Regions from separate parts of the Gasterosteus aculeatus genome. Here region 2 is linked to region 1. The links are chromatin contacts, called in public Hi-C maps. All regions are on one chromosome and are shown on one strand. The core of a region is the stretch at or near the end of the contact, and the rest is flanking DNA. Distances in the headings are between cores, read along the strand shown. Region 1 has its middle 23 kb from the start of fam181b. Region 2 overlaps tenm4 (teneurin transmembrane protein 4).

Region 1 (4,087 bases), core at 946-3,445:
TGCCATCTACGGTGGTGTGGCAAACGGGCCTGGTCATCCATGACACAGTGATGACTTGATTGGACTGCACTCTGTTCTCAAGTCATCACCATACCAATGAGAAATGGTTTGTCCATATTAGTAAAATGAGTGTTTTTATGCCTGACAAAACCTAATGACATGGAGAGGTGTATGTAATGTGCTGGAACCCCATTACGTCTTGGAAACACATCTTAATAATCTTTGGACATTGCCCCTCTCTTTGCAAAAAGGACGTTCACCCTCACCACCCTTTAGAAAAGGCTGCTATTAACCTGCAGATTACAGTGACCATGAGCTGTCTTTACGCATGGACATCGTATCGGAAATGTGAACTGCTGTGATGAGGTTGGAGGCCACTGCAAGTAGTAATGGAGCATACACTTTTGCAATTTGCATGCTGTGATAGTTAAGGAGACGAGACCATCATTGCTTTTCACTTATTTTCAAGGTCATGGAGTACTGCTAGAAATCTGGGTAGAATAACCGTGCATGTGCAGGGTCAGAAAATGGTTTTCTACGCTTGCATACAGAAGCCAGTCAAACTGTGCTTCCGTTAGGGAAGGGTATTCTTCATTAAAAGTTATGCGAGTCATTCTTTAATTTGTTCACTCAGAAAGGTCTCAGGGATAATATTAAAAACATGTCAAATAAGAAAAGTAGACCCATATAATGCAAATCTATCTGGAAATAGTTAAGGGGTTATTGTTTATTTGATTTCAGAGGAATGTAAAATTCCTCTTCAGGTAAATGAAACAATTAATGTAGAAATTAATGAATCCTTATAGGCATATTTTCTAATAATTTCCTAAAAATCAGGAGAAAGAACAACCATTTAAATCCACATGAAAAGCATTGTATGAAGCACCTCAAATCCTAGTTTTCAAATCTAATTTGAGGTTTAATTTTGGATTCCTATGCGTTTGTAACCTAGAAATCATCAGTACATAACAAAAAGTAATTATCAGCAATTCATACGCACTGACTTTTAAGAAAACGTTGGTTATGTAAGAAAAATGGAAAATGTTCAACATCGGTTCATTATCTCACTCGTGAAAATCGAAGAAGTTAAATGAACGGGCAGGAGAGAAGAGCAGAATTCATGCGCCACGTGTCAGTGCTTATTTACCTTTACATGTGGGGTCACAAGTACACTCAATTTATAACGGCAATGAAGCCAAAAAGGGGAATAATTCCAGAATTGTGTGCGTATAATGGAATTTCACAGCCATGGGGACTTAGTGTTGCCCACCTCACAACACCATGAAAACAAATCCTTGACCAAAGAATGGGTTCGCGTTAATTCGGTCCCATAACACACTGAAATTCAGCCCCAGAAATCCCCTCCAGTGGCTGGAAGAAGTCTATTAGGCTGCAGTAGATCTATTACAGCAGTTTGTATACTGCACCAAAGACATCTCTGTAAGCATACATTTTTGCGATGCATGCTTTCTACCAAATGACCTTCCCTTTGCACTCTGAGTCCATACTGAGCATCAGCTTTTACAATCATATTCACGAGGATAGCTTTATGGGACTCATAAGGCCACCTTCATCCAGGAGCATAATATGTTTGTGTGAGGGATATAAAGCCTGTAATATGCAATAAAATATGTCCTTTAATGAACTTTGTAGAAAGATTGAAGCGCCCACACAGCCGTAAGTACGGGGCACATAAAGAATTGCTAATGGAAACTTCCTGTACAACTGCTATTAGGAGAGTGATCCGTCTGGTCTTCACATCTAACCGCTGTCCATTTGAAAGATTGGAAATCCATACAAGTTGCATGGGATCATGATACCCTTCACTTTAAAGGGCATCAGGGGTTTGGTTTAGCTAATAAGGTACATAATAACTTTAAGATGACGAACAGGCCTTAAAAGAATAGAGCCCCACATGGTCAAGCTTTTTTCTTTTTACGGTTTGATCTTGACTTTGATCCGACGCGATCACATCAAATCTAACCCACGGAATCTGTTGCATGCTGTGAATCCGTCCGGCGTATGATGGATGATGGCGGTGAAGGAGCTGAGAGGACCAGCGGACAGGGCAGACCCTTACACCTGAGCAGCCAGGGATGGCTCGGCCACATGCTGTTCGCGTCATTACACAGCCTCAGCCTCAGACCTGTGAGTGCCGCCCTGATTGATGGGCTCCACCGGGCCAAACGGCCCAATGGAGGCGTTCCACGCAGACTGTGGCCCAGCCCATCCATCTCGAGTCCCTAGTACAGAGAGTCATGTTACCGTAGCCCGCGTCTCCTCCGGCACCGGGCGGCTCAGGCTTAATCCCACTGCCTGATTAAATGGGCCGCTGGGTGCAGCGAGGGCACGATTCAATATTGTGTGCTAAATTGCCAGTGACAAATCAGGAAGTGGGAATGAATTCAACACACAATGAATAAAACACAAAATGGCATTGGTTTGGGATCAACGCGAGCAACCATCAGTTCATGATGTTGTTTATTTGGGATGGCAGTGTTTCACAACGCTTAAAGTAAAGTTTGTATAATTTAGGGTTTAAGAAAAACCATATGTTGTTTGTCACAGTATTGCCATGAAAATACATAGTTTTATCAACTTGATTATTTTATTGCCAAACCAAAAGATTTGAGTCGTGAATGCCATGTTAAACATTAACAGTTATCCCTTGATGCCGTGTCTTTACTGATAGTCAATCACTGCCAGCACAAATTAAGCGTGTGCTTGTGTCTGACTTTGGTCTTTGTTTTAGTTTAGGAGTCATAAATCATCAGGGCTTCACAGAAAATGTCCTATGTGGGAAATGATGAATTATAAAAGGTGTGATGCAGAAACTATCAGCAGCTCATAATATCTATCTTGTGCTCATCTATTAAAGCAGAGGGAGGGACTTGAATTGCTCGCCAAATGTCATTACCTTCAATTTACCCTGAATGACATCTTCAGATTTTCTGACAGTGCACTTAATATCCACCGCAGAGGATGCGTCAATATGCAGCATGTGAGATCCTTTCCAGTACATGGCAAATACTGACAAAGCCATTTGTCCATCCACAGGGACGGAATGGCCAATAACAAATGAATGACTTCCCGCCTGCCCCTTTGGACGTTTCTGCCTCTGCAGCCAGATGCAGCCGCCAGATGCACACAGCTTGTCTGCTACCTTGCCGCTTCAATAACTCTCATTACGGTAATTGTTGCCTAATGTTTTCATAATCTACTGCTTACAGGAAACTGTTTTTCCTTTCTCTCATACCATGGCTGCCTCCCCATGGTCCCATTCTCAACGCACATTTTTTCAAATTCTTCATCCACGTTTTTTCCATCAATAATGAGCCGGGAACTGTCCCAGCTGGCTGCTTTCCCCCGATCGAAGAAAGTCAGGCAGAATTGCCGCTGTTTTGAATGAAAGACAGTGAGCCATCAGAGAAAGGCCAATGGATTTCACTCTTGTGATTTAATGAGTCACTCATATGCCATGTTGGCACCAGCTCGCAGCATCTGGCACTTGGGTGGCCGTGCGCATTTGCAGAGTTTACTTACATTTCACCTCTGCGTTGCTCAGAATGAAGGATTGCCTACTTACCCCCTGCTCTACGGGGGGTTTTCATTCTAAACACACTGTAAAGTATTTGGTTGAGTGATCCTCTCAATCTCACGAGGTGGTGATGAAGTGCGTCTATTACAACCTGCATGGAGGTCCAAAATGCTATTTTTTATGTGAAGATTTGTGTTCACCCTGGAGGGCTCATTAGTGGGCAATTACCGATCAAATCTCTTTGCAAGCGTACTGACAATTAGCCACTTCTTCTGCTTCATAATCTGTGAATATGACAAGAAAGTTATGATGGATCATAAAATATATTGCAGCTAGAGCTGCTGCTTCGGCTTTGGTTTGGCAAAGTAAGACTATTGGAGACCATTGTGTTGCCCAGCAGGGCAAGGACACACTACTGTGATGTCTTTGTCAAAGGCAATCGAGACCTGCATTTGTGTCCAGCGGGAATAAGAAGAGTCTGTGTTTGTTTTTCTCTCAGATGTGTCCAAATAACAATTGTGTGCAAGACATAAAACTTTCAAAGTTTAG
Region 2 (3,964 bases), core at 682-3,181, 180 kb before region 1:
CGTGGGTTATTTCCAAGGTTGCCGAGTGTAGACGACCTTTAGTCTGTAAACGGGAAGTAGTACACCTACAGGACTAATGCATTTCAGCCAGCCGCAAGACAGAGAGGACCGCTATTCCGTAGAATGAAAGCACTTTCGATGCTGACCTGCGGGCAGCCCTTAGGGCAAAGGCAATTTGTATCTTTCATCTCACCCACAACACAATGCAAAGCCTATCTATCAATCCATTTATCTATCTCAGCAGCCAAAATGTTAATGCAGTATTTATCACTGATGAGATTGATTATTCAACCGTATTTTTAATCTCGATCAACAAATGAAAAATGTCATCCCAAGCTGTATTTGTTTAGATGTTGTTGTGAGGAATACTGACTAAAGCAAGTTAAACAAACACTGGCTTTCAAATGCAACAGAGACCAATAAAAATGTAGTCTAATGAAAAACACAAAAATTCATTTAACTAAACCACCTTTAAGTTCCAGTTTATTTCATGTGTTGAAACACCCTTGATTATTGTTCAAGTACAACAATTAACAATAAAAGGGACTATTGTTCACATTTTTTTAAATTCACATTTGTTATACTGTTAATCCATACAGCTATTCATAAAACAAAACTAAAATGTATCTCAAAGCCATTCATGTAAAATACCTTTTGTTGTTGTTAATACAGACATTGATTCCACAGTATTTTCTCACAGGCTCTTCTGCTATTTTCAGAATTGAGTGTGTTCGACCACGGCCAAATAAAAGGGAGCAGGGAACAAATTATAGATTGCTTTTCTTGCTTTGAAAAAAAAAATTCCAGTTGAAATCAAATTACAATTAAGAAAAAAAAGTGACCTTATTGTTGGCTCGACCATAAAATGTAGTCTTCATTAAGCAGTTTTGCTAATCTTGTAGTTCATGAAGAAGGGCATCAACATGCACAGTCAGGGTGCACCGAAGCCTTCTCAGCTAAGACCACAGATGAGTATCAACCCTCCTCTTTAAACCAAAAGAATCACATCACACAAAATGAAAGTGCTTCGACAAGTTCAGCCGGGGTTTTGATGAAGGGCTCTACCACCAACAGAAATCTCTCTCATTATTTATGGATGACTGGGGCTATGAGGGTTTCGAGTATAAAAAATAAGTGATTAAAAGAGAAGGAATCTCCTTGGCTGAGGTGCGGACAAGGCAGAATGGAGCGAGCTTGTGAATAACAAACTGCAGGTCTGGCAGCAGTGAGCCAGTGAGCATAATGCATTACCAATACTCCTCTTGGATTTCTTTGAACAGAACCACCAGCAGGGATGAGGAAATGGAGTCACAAAAAGAAGTCACAGACGTCGCACATTTGTCATCCTCTAGCAGCCGCACTTGGAGGGCAAAGACTGGTAAAGAACCTCCAAAAGGAGAAGGGCCCTCGTCCATTAATACAGTGCAACTTTTTTTTCTTCTTTTTTTTTTTTAAACAGTATATTAAAAACAAAGTTGAGCACGGTCAAAGAAAAAAAAAAAAAAAAAATCCCCAAAAAAAGGTCATGTACACAACTGTCTTTGGCAAGAAGTCCCATGTCCTACATCGGAGTCCGTCACTCGAGAGCCTCGTGTTCATGTCACCTTCGGCCCATTTCGCTCTGTCTCATGAAATGAATGTTGTTGACACTGTCTGCCAGCTGAGGGTACTGGTCGACCGACACCACGTAGTACCCGTCGTAGCCCTGCACCTTCCCCGAGCCGAGCAGCTGCTGCTTCTCCCCCTCGGTCCAGGTTCGCGAGCCCTCCTCTCCATCCCTCAGTCTCTGGCGCTCCCGGGCCCAGGCCTGGGCGACAGATCTCTGGCGGGCCAGCTCCAACACGCGGGCTTTCTCCTCGTCCACGCTGCTGCCGTAACGGGTATTCAAGCACAGTGCGCCGTATTGTAGCTGGATGTCCGTGATGCGCCTAGTCCTGCCGTTGAGGACAGTGTTCACTTGTGACACCGTCACGTTGACGCCGGTCTCCAGCGTGCGCCGGCCCACCGTCATGCCGATGAGGGACAGGTCTCCCTCCACCGAGCCCAGTTTGACGAAGTTGTGCGTGTCCATTCCGGCGATGGTGAAGTGGAGATCTTCGAGGTAGAACGCGTCGTTCAGCACTGCGGCCATGCGGCGCCCGTCCTCGTTGGCTAAGCTGATGATGTCGGTGCTGATGCGGCCCTCTCGGATCGCAAACTTCACGCCCTTGCCGAAGATGGAGCCGCCGGAGGCAAAGACCTTCTTGTCCTCTGTCTGAGGACATCCTGCACTTTTAGATCTGTAGATCTGGCCAAAGCGCTCCAGCTTGACAAAGGCCTTCAGCTGCCTCTGAACCTCACACTGAACGCCCAGCAGAGACTGCAAAACAAAGAAGACGCTGTTTAGTCACGCAGCCCCCGCAGCATTAATATAGACAGTGAGAAAGAGTCACACCATTTCCATCAATCGCTACTTTTGAAGATATTCCGCTTGGTATTCATGAGAACTTCTGATTACCTCACAACTTGGCTCGTAACCTTTATCCTAGATTGCATAGAGACTAAACATCTTCCCTTTCCGATATGTGTGACTGAATGAGTATGATTCAAAAACTTGAATGAATGAAATCCACAAAAAAAAAGTAAATCCAAACAAAACATTATCTGGGTCTAATATACACTGTAAAGAAAAGGAAAAAAACCAAGTCATCAACCAAATCCAAATAAGTGTTATAACTGGAATTAGAACAATATCAAATGGCATCAAAATTTGTTCAAGAAACAGTTTAAAGGTTTACAAATACAAGATTACAGGAAAGAAAATATCCCATTCATATCCATTCTTATTTGATTTAACATCTTGAGTACATAATGTATATATATATATATATATATATATATATATATATATATATATATATATATATATATATATATATATATATATATGTATCATTCCTTTGGGGATCAAAGCCTTGTATGGACACCGAACATTCCCTAGAGCCCAAATTAATACTTGTCCTAATACTACTTGACAAGAGTCAGTCCTTAGGGAGAAAAGAGCCGTTCAAATGAGGCGAGAGATATGAAATGGAAGCGGGCCAGCGAGACAGTCGCCTGCACGCATCTGAGCGGCAAGAAAAAGGCTCTCAGAGACTGTTCCTTCCTGCCATCGTGCAACACGAGAGGCTGTGAGCGTCTCGAGGAGTCAACCAGTCACATCCAAAGTCCTCTGCTTGACAGTCTCTAATTGTGTCTCGGGGTTCGAGCTGTGTGGGGGGGCGGAGGCTGAGGAGTGTGGGGGCAGGTTGGCAGTGACTAGCACATTGCTCTTTGACTGCGCGTCAGATCTCGCATAAAGAGGCGGGGGGGAGACGGGTACGGCGGCAGCTGTGCTATCGGACCCCTCGGGAGAGCCGGCCTGGGGGGAAACTTCACACTATGCCACTCCATGTTTGTTTATTGGTCAACAGTGTGAGTCGGTCAGCTGTCCCAGCAGCGGTCGGGGAAGGGACACACACACACACACACACACACACACACACACACACACTCCTAGAGAGGCATCATTCACGTAGCATGGTGTGTACTCAGCCTCCAGCAAAACCCAGAACGAGAGATCAAGCCCGGTGCAACACAAGCCTCATCTGTCATCTGCCCCCCCCCCCCCCACGCGCCCCTCCCACGGCCCTTTTTCAATCGCTGCACAGATTCAGCTGCATGGCAAAATGGGGGCTTAAAAGAAAAGAGATAGAAAGGCAGGAATGGCGGGGGTACATGATACACCTGCATGTGTAGTTTTAAAGCTATATCCCTGCTTCAAAGAATCCTACATTTAATTAGGCTCTTCTGGCCATCTGTAGAGAGGATCAGCTTGGCATTTAGCAGCTCAGTTCACAATTTAGAAGCAGGATTCCTAGATAAGAAAATCATGTCCCGGCTCGCACACAGGGTAAAGAAGCATTATCTCTTCTCTTTCCTCACA

What was found. Hi-C and Micro-C count contacts between places; a contact is called where the count stands out from the background.
Region 2: a Hi-C map of skeletal muscle shows a contact between it and region 1, with 4 times the contacts expected there. The contact joins two enhancer-like sites. A contact is called at or near these places in 2 of 6 Hi-C or Micro-C datasets (both in skeletal muscle).

The regions. Positions count from the first base shown.
Region 1 is chr1:15,450,614-15,454,700 of fGasAcu3.hap1.1, reverse strand. No RefSeq gene overlaps it. Among protein-coding and RNA genes, the nearest start is that of fam181b, 23 kb to the right of the region's middle. Within about 2 kb of position 2,195, at least 2 of the 9 cell types and tissues checked have open chromatin away from gene starts, as enhancers often do.
Region 2 is chr1:15,628,343-15,632,306 of fGasAcu3.hap1.1, reverse strand. tenm4 (teneurin transmembrane protein 4) reads right to left here. Exons shown (of 31, transcript XM_078103875.1): 31 at 1-2,359. The coding sequence ends at 1,601. Among protein-coding and RNA genes, the nearest start is that of nars2, 15 kb to the left of the region's middle. Within about 2 kb of position 1,931, at least 1 of the 9 cell types and tissues checked has open chromatin away from gene starts, as enhancers often do.